2 separate regions of the Sus scrofa genome follow, and region 1 is linked to region 2. Evidence: chromatin contacts called from public HiChIP or PLAC-seq data. All regions are on one chromosome and are shown on one strand. The core of a region is the stretch at or near the end of the contact, and the rest is flanking DNA. Distances in the headings are between cores, read along the strand shown.

The links. HiChIP or PLAC-seq counts read pairs in DNA pulled down with a chosen protein or histone mark.
Region 1: a contact with region 2 is called in an H3K27ac HiChIP or PLAC-seq map of alveolar macrophages. The contact joins the promoter of LOC100525232 here to the promoter of SRSF5 in region 2. A contact is called at or near these places in 2 of 2 datasets of contacts at active chromatin or transcription factors (alveolar macrophages and skeletal muscle).

Annotation. Positions count from the first base shown.
Region 1 is chr7:93,879,140-93,885,665 of Sscrofa11.1, reverse strand. It overlaps LOC100525232 (cytochrome c oxidase assembly protein COX16 homolog, mitochondrial), which reads left to right and starts at 3,071. Exons shown (of 4, transcript XM_003128623.4): 1 at 3,071-3,522. The coding sequence starts at 3,454.
Region 2 is chr7:93,388,494-93,394,949 of Sscrofa11.1, reverse strand. SRSF5 (serine/arginine-rich splicing factor 5) reads right to left here and starts at 1,571. Exons shown (of 8, transcript XM_001927419.6): 1 at 1,289-1,571; 2 at 376-520. The coding sequence starts at 501. It overlaps LOC106504507 (a long non-coding RNA gene), which reads left to right and starts at 1,674. Exons shown (of 4, transcript XR_001298042.2): 1 at 1,674-1,792.

The DNA.
Region 1 (6,526 bases), core at 1,822-4,321, 490 kb before region 2:
ATGAAAAAGAATGATGTGTGTGTGTGTGTGTGTGTGTGTGTGTGTATCACTGAATCACTTTGCTGTACAACAGAAATTAATACAACATTGTAAGCCAACTATACCTCAAGAATATGAAATTTTAAAATAAAAATAAGTAAAAATCATCCTTGGCAAGCCAACTATACCTCAAGAATATGAAATTTTAAAATAAAAATAAGTAAAAATCATCCTTGGCTCAATTCAGGTAATGCCTTGGGGGTAGGAATTGATTCATTTTTTTCAAACCCAGAACCAAAAATGAAACTCCAAGGTTCAAATTCAAACTCTGAAATGTTCTTTCCATTATCCTTTTTTCATTGTGCTTATTATATACTATTTGGAACGACAATGACTTTGTACACTGAAATCAATAATACAGTGTGATAGAGGTCTGTGATAAATTTTCGTCAGACTAATGGAGCTCTGAGGAGGAAATAATTCACATTGCTTGTGGGGTAAGGGAGGCCTCAAGAACCTGGTGTCCCTAAAGCTGCATTTTGAAGATGTGGAAGTTCATGCAACACTCAGGGGTAATATCTCTTCCAGGATGGAGCATGGAATGGACGAAGAACAGTGGCAGAAAAGGCAGGCCAGAGTTGTATTACAAAGGGCATTAAATTCTCTGCTAAGAAAATTGTGAGACAGGCTGGGACCTGGGACCTGGGATCCTTGCTGCAGTGGCTGCTATGCTTGCCCCTGGACAAAGATCTCCTTGAGCGACAAAATACAAAGATACTATAAGGGACTAAAAATTACCATGTACATGCACAGTTGGGGCAAATTATGGGCAAGAAGATTAAAAAACTAAAAACCCAACTGCCACTTCTGAAGAGCTGAGAGAAAAACAGGGTGTTGTAAGCAAAAGCAGGGTACTAGCATGCCCTCTGCATAGGACACCACCAAAGGGGAGGGCGGACCACCTAATCTACCCCTCTGGCCCAATCCCAGGACCCCCCCCCCATGCCCTTACCCCATATAAGGCAACTGCTTTCTCCCCACCTCCACCCCCATCGCTGCCTCCCCCCAGCAAGTGAGAAAGCAAGGGAACCTGTTGTTTGTTGTAACTCTCCTGACTGCAGCAGGAGCCCCAGCAAAGCCTTGCCTGAATTTTCCTATCTGGCCTCATCAATTTCTATTGATTTAGCAAGGTCAAGAACCCAGGTCAGTAACAGACTCAGTGGTGCCCAAGGGGCTGTTGTCCCTTTTCTGGGAGAGGATCTGGGCACCTCTGGGACCACTGAATGCAGTTTCCTCGTGGGTGATAAGCAGCTGCCTGAACCTCTTGTTTCAGCATCAGTGTGGGCCCTGGGGACCTCCATACCCTCATTCAGGTAAAACTTTCCCTTTCCCTCTCTCTCTCTCTTTTTTTTTTTTTTTTTTTTTTTTTTTTTTTTTTTTTTTGCCTTTTCTAGGGCCACTCCCGCAGCATATGGAGGTTCCCAGGCTAAGGGTCTAATCGGAGTTGTAGCCGCCAGCCTACGCCAGAGCCACAGCAAGGCAGGATCTGAGCTGCGTCTGCGAACCACACCACAGCTCACGGCAATGCCGGATCCTTAACCCACTGAGCAAGGCCAGAAATTGAACCCGCAACCTCATGGTTCCTAGTCGGATTCGTAACCACTGTGCCACAACGGGAACTCCTCCCTTTCCCTCTCTTGATATCTCTCTGCTTCTCTCTCTGTCTTTTCCTCTCGCTGTCCTCTCCTGCTTCTAGAGTGGATGTCAGGTAGCTGTAGCAACATTCCTCTCAGATTTGAGGCCTGCTTCCCACGGCCAGCAACGTCTCCCCTTCACGGGTGACAAGAGGTGGGAACGGCTCACCTCACATGGTGCTGATCCTGGTCCAGCAGTCTCTCCCTGACAGGAGACTTACGAAAGTGACAGAGGTTCAAACTTCATAACGTGAAGTGGCTGGAAGTCCAATTGTCCTAATATTCTTACCTTTATTTTCCTATCTGGCCTCTTACAAATTTCTATTAAGGAGGGCCAAGAACCCAGGTTGGTAACAACTGGAGTGACTACTGTAGGCAAAAACAGAATCTCATCATTATTTATGCCTCTTAGATAATTGCCAGCAGTGTGGGAGATAGATTTTAGATTGACAATTAAGAGGGTTTTTTTTTGTTTCTTTTGTTGTTTTAGACCCAGTGGCCTTATAAATATAGGTATTAATTATTAAATCAGCCCAAAGGCAGGAAGGAGATCAGGAGTTTCTTCTCTAGAGATCACTTAGGGGCTACTTTAATAGTTGGCAAGAGTAACGAATTAAGCCAGGAATCTTTCAGTGGTAATAGAGAGGCAGGGACAGATGGAAAGATTTCAGGGAGAGCATGGGAAATGTGACTCTGCATCACCTGCAGTTTATTATGTCATCTCAAACAGCACTTGATAAGTGAGGCATTCTGGCAAATGGCACATGGTGGGGGCTGTTTCCCAAGTTACTGATGGTTCATTTGTGTGCCCATTAGACTGCCAGCCTCTTTAAGGCAGGGCTCATGTCTTTTCATCTCTGGTTCCTCCTGCCTCCTAATGACCCACAAAAGGGTATGCTGGATGGTTGCTGAACGAATGGAAAATAAACCTTCATCTATGACTGAAGATTACAGGCTATGTGGCAGTAAAAGCTCTAGCATTAGAAGTTCACAGATAGGAGTTCCCATCGTGGTTCAGTGGTTAACAAATCCGACTAGGAACCATGAGGTGGTGGGTTGGATTCCTGGCCTTGCTCAGTGGGTTAAGGATCCGGCGTTGCCATGAGCTGTGGTGTAGGTTGCAGACGCTGCTCGGATCCCGCGTTGCTGTGGCTCTGGCATAGGCCGGTGGCTGCAGCTCCGACTCGACCCCTAGCCTGGGAACCTCCATATGCCGTGGCAGCAGCCCAAGAAATGGCAAAAAGACAAAAAAAAAAAAAAATCAGATAGCCAGACATTACACTGATTACCATTCATTCAATCTAAGCTTTCGTAGCAATTTCTTTTTTTTTTTTTCATTTTTATTAAGCTGGTAAACTACCCATCTCACAAATAACTAAAAAGTAACTTGTTAAAAAATCTGATTTTATTAAGCTGATTTTCATGGGGGGGGGTCGCTGTTCTAAGAATACATTGTTCGAGATTCAGAACACAGGAGCTACAGATTTCCACAGCCTTTGATGACGGCTACAAACACGATTTAAACCCCTTAATTCCCAATTGCAAAGCAACTTGGCGGAACCAACCTCTGACGCTCGAATTTCCGGGGGGAAATCGCGAGTATGTTACAACAGATCGATTGCTTTTGCCTGGCAGAGGCTTATCTGAAAAGGACTGGGAGGCCAAGCGAAGAAGGTGAGTTACGGGCGTCCTTGTCTGGAGAGAGCTTGAGCTACTGCGTTTCGGCAGCCCGCGCAGGGCCTGGTTGGCGGAGCGTCCAAGCAGGCTGGAGAGTTCAGTCATGTTCCCTCAAGCGGTGATGCGCGCCTTCCGCAAAAACAAGACCCTACGTTATGGAGTCCCCATGTTGGTGAGCGCAGGGAGGAGGAAGTGTGGGGGGCGGGATTCCGGGAGGCGTGGGAGCTCAAGTTTGGCTGGAATTAAACTGCAGGGAAACTGTAATGCCAGGCCAGGAGTGGCAGCGATAGTTTGAGAGCGTTTAGGCGGTCCTTCTAGTCTCCTCGAACTGGTAGTGGCATCTCGAGTCGTCCACTTACCTTTTTTGGTAGTGCTTCTGAGAGAGATGTCAGAACCAGATTTTAACCCAAGTCTGAATGATTCCTAAATTTGTATCGCGCCCTTAACACCCCGCTACAGCTTGACGATACTCTGGGTCTTTGGGACTAGACGTATTTACTTGATTTAGCTGTACAACTTCGAACTTCTTCAGGTTTCAGTTTACTAGTTTGTGAACTGGCTTAATTCTCCCAGAGTTAATGACCCCAACTTAAACTCTTGTGAATGATTGGGAGGGCACCTTCCGCATTGCAGCAGCTCTCTAAACATGGTCGCTGAAATGTTGATGTTTTTAAAGTACATTGAAAGTAGGTTTGGTGTCTGTGTGTTTGCATCCAGTCCTGTACTGAGTTCCCTGAAGATCCCATTCGTCTTGAAACTTCAGGGTGATGTTGGCTTAACACCAACCCGAGTTGCTCTGGTGAGACCACTCCCTTTCTTTTCGGTTTGACCTTGCCAAGTTATTTTGCTTCAGCAGGCCTTGATATCACAGTAAATTAATTTAAATAAAGCACGTGGACATAATCCACTTTCTTTTAAATAGTTTATTACTTTGGTATGGATATTGATACCGGTGAAATTACCAGCTTTTGCATTTAAGCAGAATTAAAGGAAAGAAGTGACCTTAGAAAAGTAACGAGTTTTTTTTTAACTCATCTTCGATGAATCTAGGTTTCTTTTTAATCTTTGGAAACTCCTTTGTATGTATGTTTTTAAAAGTTTAAAGAAAGCTGTATAAGACAATGCAGTAATTATATTTGTATAGATAACAGGCATGTGTGAAAACTATCCTCTCTATAGATTCCCCCCCACCAAAGAAGTCTAGTCAGAAACACTGTTTAGTCACTTAACTTGAATCACCTGCATGTTCTACTGGAAGACAGTTTGATTTTGTTTCTAATCTTTCAAAATCATCAAAACCAATGTCTTAAAACCACTAGTATAAAAGTAACCTCTGGGGGTTCTCTCATTTGTTCTATTTCATGGAATAGAGAATACCATAGTAGACTTCCTCCCAAGTGTACTTCTCTTTACTGGCCTTTATGTCTATACTGGGCCTATACTATAGTGGACCTAATGTCTATACCGTTTCAAAATATAGGTCCTAGACATAATTAATTTTGTAGAGGAAAATGGCTTTTTTTCTTTTTTTCTTTTTTTGGTCTTTTTTTAAAAGGGACACACCTGCAGCATATGGAGGTTCCCAGGCTAGGGGTCTAATAGGAGCTGAAGCTGCTGGCCTATACCATAGCCACAGCAACTTGGGATCTGAGCCCCATCTGCAACCTACACCACAGCTCATGGCAACGCCAGATCCTTAACCCACTGAGCAAGGCCAGGGATCAAACCTCATCCTCATGGATGCTAGTCAGATTCGTTTCTGCTGCGCCATGACAAGAAGTCCTGTAGAGGAAAATGTTGAATTCAGTGCTCTAAAACCCAACACTACTAGAAAGAATCGAAAGATAACATCCTCTTTACCATGTATCAGTCAAATATACCATAATTACTAAAATACTATATGCTGTATTTACTGTAGTATACTACCATACTTCAGATTGAAATTATTTCCTCTCAGATAAATATTAATGCTTCTAGGAATCTTTATTCAACATCATACAGAAGAGGACTTAGAATACCAAGTATAAACTAATAATAATTTCCTTCCCTTCTTTTCCAAACCACTTGGAAAAGAGAATGTAGTTGTTTCAGTTTCCACACTGCCCATTTAGTCCTGAGAATTTACTTTTCTAACCCGACCAGTGACTAATGATTTCTACATACCAAAAATTTAGCCCATTTAATGTGTTCAGTTCGTCTGTTTTTAGTATATTCACAGTGTTATGCAACTGTCACTTCAGTCTAATTTTAGAATATTTTCATTACCCTAAGAGAAATACCAAACTCACTAGTAGTTACTACCTATTCTCCTCTGCCCTTTACCCATCCTAGGTCTGTCCTTCTGTCTATAGATTTAATAGAATGACACAACATGTGGTCTTTTGTGACTGACCTTTTTCACATAGCATAATATTTTCAAGTTTCATGCATGTTGTAATGTATCAAAACATCATTTCTTTTAAAGGCTAAATAGTCTGTCAGTTGGCATATTTATTTTCCATTGATGAACATTTCGGTTTTTTTCATTTCTTGGCTATTACGAATAATGCTGCTCTGAATATTCACGTACAAATTTATGTATGGTTGTGTTTTCATTTTTCTTGAGTCTATACCTAGTAGTAAAATTGCTGGGTCTTATGGTTACTTCATGTTTCACATTTTGAGGAACTTCCAGAATCTCTCCCAGAAACTACATCATTCTCACCAGCAATGTATGATGCTTCTGATTTCTCCGCATTCTTGCCAACAGTTGTCATTGTCCACTGTTTTTTGTTTGTTTGTTTGTTTGTTTATTTTAAACCCTTATTAGTGGGTGTGAAGTGGTAGCTGTGGTTTTGATTTGCATTTCCCTAATGACTAATAATGTGGGACATCCTTTCATATGATCAATTATTGGTTATCTCTGTATCTTCTTTGGAGAATCGTCTATTCAGATCCTTTGCCCATTTTTACTCTGGGCTATTTTTTTTTTTATTGGGCAGTGATTTTCCTAATTACCTAGAACCAATAAGTTTCCCAGTCTTTGTCAAGGGGCTCTGTGTGCTTAATTAGGCATGCCTTCAGTACTTAGGCAGGTTGCATTTCTGCCTTAACCTTTTATTTCTCGCTTTCTCAGAGCCTCAGGTTTAGCCATAGGTGAGTGTTTTGGGGCTTCTCAGATCTTTCCTGAGCTCACA
Region 2 (6,456 bases), core at 322-2,821:
CAATACCATATTGATAAGCCTAATCAAGAAGCAACCAGTAGGTCCCTGTCAGCCTAGTGGTTAAGATCCCACAATGTCACTGCTGTGGTGTGCGTTTGAGCCCTGGCCCAGGAACTTCCACAGGCCACAAGCGCAGCCAACTACTCCCCCCCACAAAAAACCCACAAAAGTGTAATAATAAATATATTTTAAAAAGGAAGCACCAGGGGTGGTTTCCCTCCAGCCAGCAATGAGCTTCTTTTATCCCTTAAGACAACTCACTGCCTTAAGGATGCACATTTCCCCTAAAGACACTCTACTTAATAAGATCAAAAGCACCGCTTATCACAAACTCTACTCACTTAACAGATAATTCAACCACTTCTAAATACTTACCACAAAACCAAAGCCTCTTTTCAGATCAATATCTCTTATTCGTCCATACCCCTTGAAGAACCTTTCCACGTCTTTCTCCCTGGCCGCTGGATTTAGCCTCCCGATGAATACTCGACAGCCACTCATGATGTGCGGCTAGTACTTCCTGCCAGAAAATAATCCAATGAAGATAATACCAGTGAATGTCGGAAGAATGCCTCGCCGAGGGATCAAAAACATAAACGGCAGAAAATAAAATGTTTACCCGGTGATGTTATAAACAAGATTGCCAAGAGTGCCTCTTATTAGGCCAGGTCCCTTGCAGACAAAATTAAAACTCGGCTCCCAACACGATCCTTCCCTGGGCCCAGACCGCAGCAACCGCAACGCCCACTGCCGCCTCCGGAACTGCGCAGCCGCACACTCTCCCTGGCTCTTCTGGCCCCCTCCCATCTGCCGCAGTTAGGAAAGGCCGAGAAGTGCGGGCGGAGCCGACCCCGCCCTCCGCAAGGCCAGCCCAATGACGACGGGCCGCGCGCGTCGCCGCCTCCCGGGAGCGTCACAGCGGGTGGAAGCCGGATCTCGCGACGCCACCGCCGCGCCTGCGCAGACGGCGGCGGGCGGCCGCGAAACAGCCTCAAAATGGCCGCCTCGGAGCCAGCGGTGGGGAGCCGCGCGTGCCAAGCTCCCTGGTCCCTCCCCTGCCCCGAACCCACTGTGCCGGGGTCATTGTACCCGCCCTCGGACAGCCCCGGCCACACCCCGAACAAAGGTATCGGCCCACTCCTCGCGGGGTTCGGGCAGTGAAATAAGGAGGCAGGGAGGGGCACACGACCCCTCCGTGTAAAAACCACCATAACCAGGACCACGACCGCCCTTCCCCCGTCAGGTCCCCTCAAACAATACCCAAAGGGAGACGTGCCCCAGCGCCCACCTCGAGTAAACTGCGCTCAGTGGACGCCGTCCTCCGCACAGAGAGCAGCCCTGACCACTCGCGATCTGAGCGGCCATGAAGAAGCCTCGATCCGAGAAGGCTTTCCCTCAAAGTGAGCCACTCACCTACCGGACAGGATCTTTGGCAGCTGAGACCCAAAGAGGTCCGTAGTCTGCGACGGAGCCGTCTGCCTCCCCGCAGACCAGGACTTAACTCGCCTACGTATCTCCACAACTGACGCACTTAGATGCTCCGGCGCTCCACAAAATGGAGGGCGCGTCTTGCGTCACTTCCGGGACCGCCCCTGGAGCCGCCCCTTGGGGGCCCAGGCCCGAGGAGGGCGGGAGCACCGCTCACTCGTGGTGGGCGTGGCCGAGGGGCGGGAACTGGGGTGGGCGTGGCTCCCAGACGCTCAGGTCTGGAAGGGTCCTCCTCAAAGACTTTCGCAGCGTTTGGACTGTGACGTTCGCTTCATCATTATCTCATAAAAATACCCTAAGACTGGTGAGTAAAAAAAAAATTATCTGAAGCTTTAAAAAATATCCTGAAGAGTACTGGGCGAAAGTAACTCAGACTTTGCAAAAATATCTGACCATCTCTGACCCTTTACCATTTGCAAATTACGGTTGCACTTTGGAGGGCGCTCCTTGATGCTGAAGAGCATATTTTAACCATACCATGGACGTGTGGCTGAGTTATAGGTAGAAGACTAAGTGCAGTATTGTTTAAATGGAAAGTTTAGGGGTCATGAAATACTGAACTTGAGACTGCGGCTATTGGGCCATCTAGAATTGAGGCCAGAAGAGTTCCCTTTGTGGCTCAGCAGGTTACAGGCAGGCCTTGTATCCATGAGGATGCAGGTTCCCTCCCTGGCCTTGCTCACTGGGTTAAGGATTCAGCGTTGCCACAAGCTGTGGCATAGGTCTTGGATGCGGATCTAATCTGGCATTGCCCTGGCTGTGATGTAAGCTGGCAGCTGCAGTTCTGATTTGACCTATAGCCTGGGGACTTCTGTCTGCCACAGGAGCAACTATGAAAAAAAAAAGTAGAATTGAGGCCAGAATGCAGGCCTCTGTATTTCTACTACTCTAGGACTGTGCTGGCTAGATGGTGTTTCCAGCTACTTTTAAATCCAAATGGTATTTGGTTAACTCTCTCTTCAGGTTTCTGTACTGTAACACAAAGTCTACCATTCTTCAGAAACATGATATATTGTGTTTTCAAAGTGAGTGTGAAACAGCCAGTCACATCTTTAACTCTGCGTTTTCCTAGTAAAGTCAGCAGGCTTAGGAATTCAGACATAAAGAGAGTTTTGATGAAAAAGTTACTTTAACTCCCTTTTTTTTTTTTAATTTTTTTGTCTTTACAGGGCCGCACCCTCGGCATATGGAGATTCCCAGGCTAGGGGTCCAATCAGAGCCGTAGTCACCGGCCTACACCAGAGCCACAGCAACTCGGGATCCGAGCCGTGTCTGCAGCCTACACCACAGCTCACGGCAATGCCGGATCATCAACCCACTGAGCAAGGCCAGGAATCGAACCCGCAACCTCATGGTTCCTAGTCGGATTCGTTAACGACTGCACCACGATGGGAACTCCTTTAGCTGCTATTCTGAAAAACATAGGCATTTTATAATGCACAAATTGTCCCAAACCAATACTTATTTAATTGCATTTGTTTGCTTTCTGCATAATTAAAAAAAAAATCAATCTTCCAATTGTTTTCTACATTCTTTGTTGGATATAGAAGCAACGTCTTGTGATTTCAGTTACTAAACATTATTTTTGCTGCAATAAGAGAAAGTTATCTGCAAAATATTTTCTGGGGTGAAAAAACAAGAATGCTGGTGCTGCACACCATAAAAGTGTTGCTGCTTTCTAAGGTGTTGTGGTTTTCTTCAGGATTTTTTTTTTTTTTTTTTTAAGGGCTGCACCTGCAGCATATGGAAGTTCCCAGACTAGGGGTCGAATCAGAGCTACAGCTGCCAGCCTGCGCCACAGCCACAGCAACCCGGGATCCAAGCCTCATCTGTGACCTATACCACCGCTCACAGCAATGCTGGATCCTTAACCCACTGAGCGAGGCCAGGGATCAAACCTGTATCCTCATGGTTCCTAGTTGGGTTCTTTACTGCTGAGCCACGATGGGAACTCTAGGAGTAATTTTTTTTATAAACTTTATTTATTTACTGTTAAAAAGTTTGTGATTTCCACAAATTGTTCATTAGTATTGCTTAGCGATGTGATCTCCTTGTTTTAAACCACTTATCTCCTGCGATGTTTCCTTTTCTGACACTGCCTAGTAAGTTTCCCTACCAGATTCTCTTACCAGCTTCTCCAGTAAACACAGTCATCTTCTGTGAACATAACTATTCTCTCTCCTTTGTGATCCAAAGAAACTCAATACACTCCCCTACTATTCCTCCATCATCAACTTGAAATAAAGATATGTGTTATTCATGTTTTTTTTTTTCAGAAATGCCTAACACAGGAAAGTCTCAATATTTGTAGGCCTGGATGTGCATTAGCACTTCTTTCAGGTGTTCCTGTTCCTTGTTAATGTTTCAACAAAATGGCTTGGCATCCTTTTCCTAAGACATCCAAGTGAGTAGCAAATCTTATGAAGGAAAAAAGATGCCCAGAAATCACAGATTAAAATAAACACAAGAGTTTATCAAAGCCATCTCTTTGGGAGACTTTCAGCATAACTGTGGGGTGTTTCATTCATCATATCCCTGAGTTTATCTAATCCAGAGGTCCAAAAATCATGGGCTGCGGATCTAACCCAGCCTGCGGTCTGTTTTTGTATGATCTGACGATGATTTTACATTTTTAATGATGGGGAGGGGAATCAAAAGCAGAAGAATATTTCATGACACATGAAAATTATGTAAAACACAAAGGTCAGTAGCCATCAATAAAGTTTTTTTGGAACACCGCCACTCCTGTTCATTTACTTGTTATCTACATGGGTTGTCCTGCCACAAAAGCAGGGCTGAATAGGGAGTTCCCGTTGTGGTGCGGCGGAAACGAATCTGACTAGGAACCATGAGGTTGCAGGTTTGATCCCTGGCCTCAAGGATCCGGTGTTGCCAGTGAGCTGTGGTATAGGTCGCAGATGCGACTCGGATCTGGTGTTGCTGTGGCTGTGGTGTAGGCCGGCAACAACAGCTCCAAATAGACCCCTAGCCTGGGAACCTCCATATGCCATGAGTGTAGCCATAGAAAAGACCAAAAAAAAAAGTGTTTACACACACACACACACACACACACACACACACACACACACACACACACACACAGAAACTAGAGTCTTCATAACCTGATCTTAGAAGTGACGTACCGTGGCATATCAGTCTGCTGGGTTGCCATAACAAAGTACCAGAACCTGGAGGGGTTAAGACAATAGAAATTTATTGTGTCACTGTTCTGGAGGCTACAAGTCCTACATCAAGTTGCCAGCAAGGCCTCGCTGCCTCTGACAGCTCTGGGGAAGGACCCTTCCTCGCTACTGCCTACTTCCTGGTGCTTACCAGCAACTCCTGGCGTTTCTGGCTTGGAGATGCATCGCTTCAGTCCCATGAACATCTTTTCATGTGTGTCTTCGCACCATCTACCTTCTAGTCTAGCTTTCTTTGAATTTGTGTCCAAATTTCCCCTTTTTATAAGAACACCAGCCACATTGGAATAGGGCCCACCCTAATGACCTCATTTTTAACTTCATGACCTCTGTAAAGACCTACTTCCAGATAAAGTCACATCTGAGGTTCTGGGGGTTAGACCCTCAGCCTACCTTTTGGGGGAGACACAATTCAACCTGTAACACCTAGCTTCTGCGACGTGCTAGTGGTCACACAGCCCACACCTGGTACAATGTAGAAGGGAAATCCTGTGAGAACCAGGAGAAGGATGGTTGGGGTCATCTTGGAGGTTAACCGCTTCCTGCTCCACATGGAAAATAGCATTTATCAGGCTGCCTTTGCCTTGGTCTCTCTCCCCTCCATCTTCCAATTACATGTATCTTCACTCATCTTCCCCTTCTTGGTTTCAAAGAAAGCAGGCACTCAATTTATTTCCAAAACTTTGGTCCTTCGTGCACCAGATTCCAGACCTTATTCCATCAATCATCTCTCTCTCTCTCTCTCTTTTTTTTTTTTTTTCCTATCTTAGGTCCCATCCTCTCCACTACATCATTAAACTTTTCCTTTTGTCTTTTTAGGGCTGCACCCACAGCATATGGAGGTTCCCAGGCTAGGCGTCAAATGGGAGCTATAGCCGCTGGCCTTCGCCACAGCCACAGCAATGCCAGATCCGAGCCACATCTGCAACACCAGTTGCAGTTCATGGCAACACCAGATCCTTAACCTGCTGAGCGAGGCCAGGGATCGAACTTCTGTCCTCACAGGTGCGGGTCAGAGTCATTTTCCTGAGTCACAATGGGAACTCCTACGTCTTTAAACCTTAACTGTCAAACCTGCTTAGTTTCCCTCTTTAAAACCTAGGAAAAACCCACCTTTTTTTTTTTTTTTGCTCTTTAAGGCCACACCCACAGCATATGGAAGTTCCCAGGCTAGGGGTCCACTTGGAGCTACAGCTGCCGGCCTACAACACAGCCATAGAGATGACAGATCCAAGCCACATCTGCGACCTATACCACAGCTCACGGCAATGCTGGACCCCTAACCCAATGAACAAAGCCAGGGATAGAACCTGCTTCCTCATGGATACTAATCTGGCTCATTACCACTGAGCCACAACAGGAACTCCAAAACCCACCTCTACCTATGTCACTTTCAAAGCTGCCCATGTCACTTTTCCTAAGCCAATAGATTTCTTAACAGAGCAAGTAGTTTTTACACTCTGAGGTACCATTTTCTCAAGCTCTCATTCACCTGCAGCCAGCCGTCCACCCCACCTCTCCACGGAAGTGCTCTCAGTGTTTGTTATCAATACAGTTGCAAAATCCAGCAGCCTCTTTATCATCATCCTCCTTTTCTTTTTTTTTTTTTTTTTTTTTTTGCCATACTTGTTGCTTGTGGAGGTTCCCAGGCCAGGGATCAAACTTGCACCACAGCAGTGACAATGCTGGATCCTTTTTTGGTTTTGATTTTGTTTTCCTTCATGGCCATACCTGCAACATTTGGAAGTTCCTAGACTAGGGGCTTGAA